Regions from separate parts of the Gossypium hirsutum genome. Here all the other regions are linked to region 3. The links are chromatin contacts, called in public Hi-C maps. All regions are on one chromosome and are shown on one strand. Each heading gives the region's core, a stretch centred on a gene start, on an enhancer-like site or on the middle of the called end of the contact. The rest is flanking DNA. Distances are from core to core; before and after follow the strand shown.

What was found. Hi-C and Micro-C count contacts between places; a contact is called where the count stands out from the background.
Region 1: a Hi-C map of leaf shows a contact between it and region 3, with 2.7 times the contacts expected there. The contact joins the promoter of LOC107922329 here to the promoter of LOC107921026 in region 3. A contact is called at or near these places in 15 of 34 Hi-C or Micro-C datasets (anther, callus, fibers and 3 more).
Region 2: a contact with region 3 is called in a Hi-C map of leaf, with 1.7 times the contacts expected there. The contact joins the promoter of LOC107921184 here to the promoter of LOC107921026 in region 3. A contact is called at or near these places in 2 of 34 Hi-C or Micro-C datasets (leaf and seedling).

The regions. Positions count from the first base shown.
Region 1 is chrD01:53,986,477-53,989,176 of Gossypium_hirsutum_v2.1, forward strand. LOC107922329 (peptidyl-prolyl cis-trans isomerase) reads left to right here and starts at 1,374. Exons shown (of 1, transcript XM_016852317.2): 1 at 1,374-2,434. The coding sequence starts at 1,730. The coding sequence ends at 2,251.
Region 2 is chrD01:53,951,076-53,953,891 of Gossypium_hirsutum_v2.1, forward strand. It overlaps LOC107921184 (translocon-associated protein subunit alpha), which reads left to right and starts at 1,442. Exons shown (of 8, transcript XR_005909520.1): 1 at 1,442-2,422; 2 at 2,518-2,564; 3 at 2,749-2,816.
Region 3 is chrD01:54,153,024-54,155,899 of Gossypium_hirsutum_v2.1, forward strand. LOC107921026 (TSET complex member tstD) reads left to right here and starts at 1,251. Exons shown (of 5, transcript XM_016850878.2): 1 at 1,251-1,445; 2 at 2,739-2,791. The coding sequence starts at 1,393.

The sequences.
Region 1 (2,700 bases), core at 124-2,623, 170 kb before region 3:
TATGCTAACGCCCTTTCCCAAGCAAAAGCAGCAGAGCAGAGCATAAAGGGTGGTTGGAGGGACACCATAGGTTTCATCGAGAAGCTAACTGCAATATTATAATAATATATGCTTTTTTTTTTTTGCAGACACGAGATGCTAAAATAAGCTTTGTGAGGCAGGGGGTCCGCTATTACTAGAATAAATTGAACCATAGAACATAATTTTAATTGGTTTAATAATAAATGTAATCCACAAATTTATAAAATTTATCAATTTAATCTTAATTTCATAAATTCATCTCACCATATTTGTGTAATTGCGTAAATATTGATGTTAAATTTATTAAGTATTTTAGAATTAAAGTCAATATAAAAAAATATATGTAAATATTAAAAGTTAAATTTATTATCATACTAATTAAAATTATATATAATTAATGAAAGGCCGTGATTAATTATTACTTTTAAATTTAATAAAGATTAAATTTAATGATCAATTTACTTATTTTAAAAATTAAAGAACTGAAAAGGACTAGATTTGTACCTACCTAGCATGCTCCATGTCTGAAGCAGTGTCGCTCTCTCTCTCTAAAGTCTAAATCAGTCTTTTTGAGTTTTAACTTATTATTTATGAAAATAAGCCGCATCATTTAAAAAAACAAAGAAAGGAAAATAAGCGGAAAAGTGGCCTCCCGCTGCCCCGCATCTCATCTCATACCTTGTGAATTTTTTTATTATTAGTAAACCTGCGGGATTGCTGCCTCAACTACAAGTCTACAACCCCATTTTCTTAGTTTTCTCTTAGCTTTTTTTTCTTAAATACACTCCACATTTGGATCATGTATGCTATGGTTTTTTTATTGATATAAAACATAAACATAATACAAATGATTAAAAATTAAAATTTTAAATTTTAAATTTAAATATAATGTTAATAAATTTCATTTTATTTTTCTACTGACCTAAGAATATTAATTATAAATTTATCCTTTTATTTTATAAAAAAAATTCATAATCTAATCTACTAAAACTTAGGCCAATTAGATAATATTGTTAATCATTATCGACCTATAGATAAGTAATTTAATAATTTATATGCAAACAGCTAATAGAAGTTAGCAGTCATATGTAATAAATTAGCAAAAATCAAATTTACATAACATGGACGGTGCCAAGAGGACTAGTAAGTGCCCAGACTCTCTTAAAATAAAAAAAAATTATTATTTCAATCCCTTAAAAATTTTAAAATTATAAATTATTTTAATTGTAAAAATACATTTAAGAAAAAAAGCGTATGCGATTTAAAATTTTAGAATTTAATTTTGACATCTGAGAAATAAAATATAGAGAGGAATATCTCAAATTTGGAGAAAATAGTATAGGTATAAAAGAAAGGGTTTTTGTTCGATGGACTGTGATAAAAATGAGAAGGCCCACCAAAAGTAAAATTAAACTCGTACAGTACTAGCTACTACTTTACTAATCCGTGAATACCGACAAAAAGCATATGCCGCCAAGCCAAAGGGCCCCTCGGTTACCAAATGGACTAACTCTAGTTGAACCTATACCTTACGCTGGTTAATATTTACCCGTCGCGATCAATCCACGTTTCCATCTCTCAACGGTCCAGATCCCTCTCCTTTCTATATAAAAACTCCTCTCTCTCCGTTCAAACCCTATACCTACTCATTGAAGCAGAAAATATCACAAATCTTCTTCTCCTTCTCAGAAATCTTAGTATCATCACTATGGCCTCAAATCCCAAGGTCTTCTTTGACATGACGATCGGTGGTCAGCCCGCTGGTCGGATTGTGATGGAGCTTTTCGCAGATTGCACTCCTCGCACTGCGGAGAACTTCCGTGCCCTCTGTACTGGCGAGAAAGGCGTCGGCCGCAGCGGTAAGCCCCTCCACTACAAAAGCTCTTCTTTCCATCGTGTGATCCCTAACTTTATGTGCCAAGGAGGTGACTTCACCGCCGGAAACGGTACCGGAGGTGAATCCATCTACGGATCAAAGTTCGCTGACGAGAACTTCATCAAGAAGCACACTGGTCCCGGTATTCTCTCAATGGCTAACGCTGGACCGGGAACTAACGGATCTCAGTTCTTCATTTGCACGGCTAAGACTGAGTGGCTCGACGGAAAGCACGTTGTGTTTGGACAAGTTGTTGAAGGCATGGATGTGGTGAAAGCCATTGAGAAAGTTGGGTCTAGCAGTGGAAGAACTTCCAAGCCCGTTGTTGTCGCTGACTGCGGACAGCTCTCTTAGAGAAGAAAAAGAGAACTATGTGTTAAGCTGGGATGTTGTCTAATGTCTAGAATATTTAATGTCTGTCATTTAGACTCTTTTATGGTGCTGTTTTTATCGTCACTGGGTTTGGTGGTTTTCAAGAACTTGCTTTATGTAGTTTTTATGATTAACTACCATTAAATAAGATACTCTTTTTCATCATCATAATAATCTCTGTCTACCTGTGTTTTTAATTTTTGGCAATGGCTTCTTCTCGGCAGTAGAAACCTCACCCACTGGCCGCTCCGTGCGGTGTAATCAAAAGCATTGGTATTTAGTCATCGGTGGTGTAAATTGTTTAGACCTAGTCAATTGTGGAAATGGATTTTTAAAATAAAGATATTTTTGCAGATAAACTTAAGAAGATGAAGACAAAATATCCAAATAATCTCATGGGTTGTTTTGAATAATTATGGTTACATAGACAC
Region 2 (2,816 bases), core at 192-2,691, 200 kb before region 3:
TACGGTGGATGAAAAGTTACAGAAGCTTATCCAGAAGGTTTCCCAAACTCAGAATAATGATCCAAAATATACCTGGGATGGTCGATTTTTATTTAGAAAAGGGAAGATTATGGTGGGCAGACTCCCTTACTTGCGTCGAGAATTGTTTTCGCATTTTCATTCCAGTTCTATTGGAGGGCACTCGGGGGTGCATGTCACCAGGAAAAGAATCTCTAGTCAGTTGTACTGGAAGGGACTAACAAAGGATGTTAAGCAATGGATCCGGGAATGCTTAGTATGTCAAAAGTGCAAGGGAGAATCAGTGGCGTCTCCTGGTCTGTTACAGCCCCTACCGATACCTGAGAGAGCTTGGTCGGTGATCAGCATGGATTTTATAGAAGGGTTACCAACTTCCAATAAGAAGAACTCCATTCTTGTAGTGGTTGACCATCTCACCAAATATGGTCACTTCTTGGCGTTGAGTCATCCATATACGGCAAAGGAAGTAGCTCAAGAATACTTGAATCACGTTTATAAATTGCACGACATGCCTAAATCTATAATCTCTGACAGGGATAGAATTTTCACTAGTAGTTTTTGGCAGGAGCTATTTAGGCAATCGAGAACTAAGCTTTTGTTGTCGACGGCCTACCATCCACAAACTGACGGTCAGACGAAAGTCCTAAATCGTTGTTGGGAAAATTATATGCGGTGTATGACTGGGGAAACTCCAGCGCAGTGGGTTTATTGGTTGCCTTTAGCCGAATGGTGGTATAACACATCTTATCACTCCTCTATCCAGCTTACGCCGTATGAAGCACTGTATAGGCATCCTCCTCCTACTCACATGCCATATTTGGCCGGGGCTTCATCCGTAGCTGTGGTGGATCGCAGTCTACAAACAAGAGAAGTTGCTCGGAGATTACTCCATTTTTGTCTTAAGAAAGCCCAAGCACGTATGAAACAAATGGCAGACAGAGACCGATCGGAACGCAGTTTCCAGGTTGGCGACTTGGTTTACTTACGCTTACAACCGTACAGGCAACAATCCATTAGGAAGGTCTCTAATCAGAAATTATCTCCGAAGTATTACGGCCCTTTTCCGGTAATCAAGAAAGTGGGAATAGTGGCTTATACTTTGCAGCTTCCCCAGAATTCAAGGATTCATCCGACTTTCCATGTATCTCAGTTGAAGAAACATGTTGGATTGGCTCCAGTTCAGGCTCACTTACCCCTGGTGGATGATCATGGTGCCTTAGAAAAAGTGCCAATTCGCATTGCGGACCGGAGGATAGTTAAGAAAGGGGACCAAGCAGTAACTGAGGTATTAGTGGAGTGGGCTAATTCCTTCCCTGAAGATGCAACTTGGGAGTCCTTCACTGCATTCCAGAACAGATTTCCAAAATTTCGGCCTTGAGGACAAGGCTGTTCTTTCAGCAAGGGAGTATTGTTACGAGCTAATAAATTAGCAGGATTTTTAGCTTAAGTGATACGGGGCGTTTTGGCCTGTTAGTGATACGGGGCGTTTTGTGTCTAACAGAACAATCCACATCAGCACGTTGTAATTCTTTTAAATGTTGCATGTTTTGCATGGCAGCTATTATCAAGGAAAATACCAGTACTCAATCTGTGATCTCCCTTCTTCTCTCTTTATACTCTTTTCTTCCTCTTCTTCTTCTCCCAATTTCTCTGCTCGATTTTAGTTCTTAACACAGATCTAAATCTATTATCCTCTTTGATTAAACATTAAATAGCTATTTCTGCTTACCTATCGCCGACTCTGGATCTTACTTTTGGATTTTCCTCTTGCATTCTTACGTCCCATTGTTTTGATCTAAATTGATTTTCTTTTCTTTTGATTCATGATTCGATAAGTGTGAATTTGGCGTGATTTCTTTGTTTTCTAAATCTTGGTTGCATTGCATGCCCTTGACATTTCATTTTCATTTGATTTCTTTTTCAGAAAACAGACAAGCTTGGCCATCGTTTTTTTACCTTTTCTACCGATACTTTAGTGGTTATTTAGCTTTCTTTTTTGCGCTAAGAAAAGGCAACGAAAAGCGTTCTTGTCAAGCACTTCTCTTTTTTGGCTAAAATGCTTGTCAACTACTTTGATGCTCTTTTCTGTAACATTCTTGAAGTAGTATTTCCAGAGTTGAATTTGTTTGTTGCATTTTTTTTGTTTACCTTTTGTTGATCATAAATTAATAAATAGATAATTAAATTGTCAATATGGTTTTAAATTATGTTGTGACTTGAATTTTTTTCTTTTGTGTGATAGTTGCTAGGTGTCAATCAGAAGCAGACGTAGATGTTGCTGAAGCTGTTGAAGGAGGCGAGCTTGGGATTGTTGGCGAGGATTTTCAGGATTTTGGTGATGGGAATTTTGGCCCAGCGCCGGGAGTTGAAACTGTATGCGTTTTCCTCAAAACTAGTGCGAAATGTAAGAACATTTCGATGTATGATTTTGTTAGTGATGTGCATTTTTATTTGATTGGAAATGGTTAACCTCTTCCCCCCCCCCCCCTCTCTTGGCAGTGGTTGTGGCTGGAGAAGAGACTGAACTTTTAGTTGGGATGGAAAATGTTGGTAATTAGTTTTATTTCACAACATTACTGGCTCCTTTTACAATGCAATTTGATGTTATGTGTTCAAATAAGTTAATTTATCTGTCCTTGTTCAGTTCATTTGCTAGATTTCAATGCTTACCAGTTTTGCATTAGCCATGCCAGTCCTCTCTTATGCTTAGCTTACTTTTTAAAATTGCAGGGGGTCACCTTTAAATATCATTGCAATCCAAGCAAGTGTTCATCTCCCTTTTGATCATCGAATGCTTG
Region 3 (2,876 bases), core at 1-2,500:
GAAGATATTAGAAAGCAATGAATAAGAGTAATCTGATGAGCTCCATCACCAGCTCTTATCTCATGGATGGAAAGGTTGTCAGCATTTTAAAAAAAAAATTAAACTGATACGATTAACATGTCAGGCGACATAAAAAAATTATTTTATTTGTATTTGTATATTATTTGTTCGGTATTTTAAGAAATATATATTTTTAAAATAAAAATCAATGCTGTCAATGCATTAAACGACACCATATAAATTTTTTCCCTCGAAAATAATTGGCATATGAATGTTACTTTAAAACAAACATCTCATTTTCATAATTAATCTATGTTTTATACCATTTTTTTATTATTTAGTTATTTTACCCAAATGATCCAAAAAAATAATTAATTAAAAAAATGACCGATGTTAAAAAACAATCACCTAAATAACCTAAAATAAATAATAAACTTGGGTAAGGGGGACTTAATTGCCGACGCCACTTAAATTTTTGACACAATTATTGCCTAATGATTGTGTCAGGGGTTAAAAAAAATATTTTTTAGGGTACTGGACACTAGATGGTCGGAACTATGTATTTTTTTTTCAAATCGTAGCATATCGGTATACATTTATACCGATATTTAAAAAAAATTGAGTGCTGGACAGTAAATGGCAGACACTACTTTTTTTTATAACTTTTTTTTTTGTGTTGGCACACTGATGGCCAACACCCACTTTTTTGGGAACCACAAATTTTTTTTTTAGTGCTAGGACAGTGATGATCAACACCCTTATACTAAATTTTAAAAAAAAATTTGGGGTGATGGTACATTGATGGTTGACACCCTTTTTGTTTATATATATGAAAGCTCCACTACAACAAATTAAGCCTTTAGCGGCATTTTTCGTACGTTTGGAGCGAAAACGCCGCAAAGGTTGAACTTTTAACCGTATTTGTATTAAAAAATGCCACAAATATATACCATTAGTGACTGTTGGTGACTCCGGGCACTTGTTCAATTTTCTGCCCTACCGTGCCATCGTGCCATGTTTCATGGACCAAACATTCGGCTTCTTGTATTTGTTTTGGGCCAACAGCAAAATTTTCAGTTAAAAACACTAAGTCACTACTAAACGAAAAACACTGCAATAAGTCATTCTATAACGGCGTTTGTAGAAATAGTGCCGCAAAAGGTCAAGAAATAGTAGCGATTTTCCCTAAATGCCACTAAAGGTATAACAACAATACAAAACTCATCCAACCCGACATCTGATCCGACCCGAACTAAACGTAAAATAAAGAAAGGAAAATGGGAAAGAAAACGACGATTGACGACACAGAACAAAGCAGGAGTAACTTAGCTGATCTCCGTCTCCCTACCTCAAGAGAAAAAGGGAGTATCTGAGAGAGGGAGATTCATCGCCATGATTCTCGCGGTGTTATTCGCCAACTCTAAAGGCAACATCTTAGTTGAACGGTACGTCTACCCCTCCATTTTCTCCCATCCCATCCCATCTTATGCTTTGATTTCTTTTGCTGATTTTTCCAATTATGCTCTTTATCGCTTCTAGTTTGTTGAATTAGTTGAATCTTTTTTGTATAGATGTTAATGGGTCTTTTTTTTATGGAAATCGAATAATTTTATTCTACTTTCTGGATGGGATTTGATTTGGTAGAAATTGGAAATGGATGATGTTTGGCAAACACATGATCTGTTGTGGCTGTTCATGATCTATGGAATTGGAAATGGGATTTTATTTCTTTTTGATAACATAATTGAGCATTACCTCAAGGATTATGTTTTATGTCAAAGATCTGGTTATGTTTGTTCAAAACTGTGTTTTGTTATAAAATTTAAAATTCAAAATTCAAAATTCAAAATTTTTTTGTTTAATGCCATGGAAAATTAGATTTTTTTTTTTTTGAAATATTGAATGAACCATTTCATTTCATGAACACAATTTGCTCTACATTTTCTTTCAAAATTTCTCTCAATTCTTTCAATAATTTTTTTAAGCTTTTGATTCTTATCAATCAATCTTGAAAAGTTTATTTCTAGCAAGATTTTCTATGTTTTTAAGATCAAAACATGATTTTCCATATTTTTTCTATTTTTGTAAGAATATGGAAAAGAAGGGAGATCGATTTCTTGATTGTTCTTGACTTTGATTTTTGGAAAATCCAACTAGGCAATGATGATGTAACTTAATTTAATGATTTTCTATCCATGAAACTTAATTTCCAATGATTTCCTCATTTTTAAAACTATGCTCATGTTTGTTGGGTTAGAGAGAGTCAAGATTTCTAAGATTTCTTGTTGTTTTCCAAGTTAGATTTACCATGCTAATTAGATTTCTTGTTGTCTAAGTGAGGAAAATTTGAGTTTTCAACAGAGAATTCAATGTTTGTAGGTTAGTTTTAAGTTCTTAAGTATGAATATAAGGTTAGATTTGAGTTATGGTAAGTTTCGATTTGAATTCTTGAAAGTGGGCATTGAAGTGAGAAAGTGTACAGCTAAATCGCATTGCATGATTTTGTTGAATTTTAAAGGTTTTGATGGTTGTGATTTTGTTGATCTGTTCTAACATGATTGAACTATGTCAAACGCTTGCATCTGCCATTAGCACAGAATTGTTAGTTAATTGCTCAAGTCTTGCATGGACTGCAATGAGCACAGCATTCATTTTTAGTTCTATTGTAAATGTTTTAAACATGTAGCTAAAGTTTGTTAAGTTGCAGATAGTCTAAAGTATAAACAATGGTTCAACAGGCCTGATTCACTGGATTTCTTTACCAAGCTTCCATCTTTGTTCGCGTGGTCTGGTAACTTTCATAAGTGGAAAAGCCATTTTGAGAGTAAAAAGAAACATAGTCTGTATTTACGGATACGTTTTAAACTGGGCAGTGG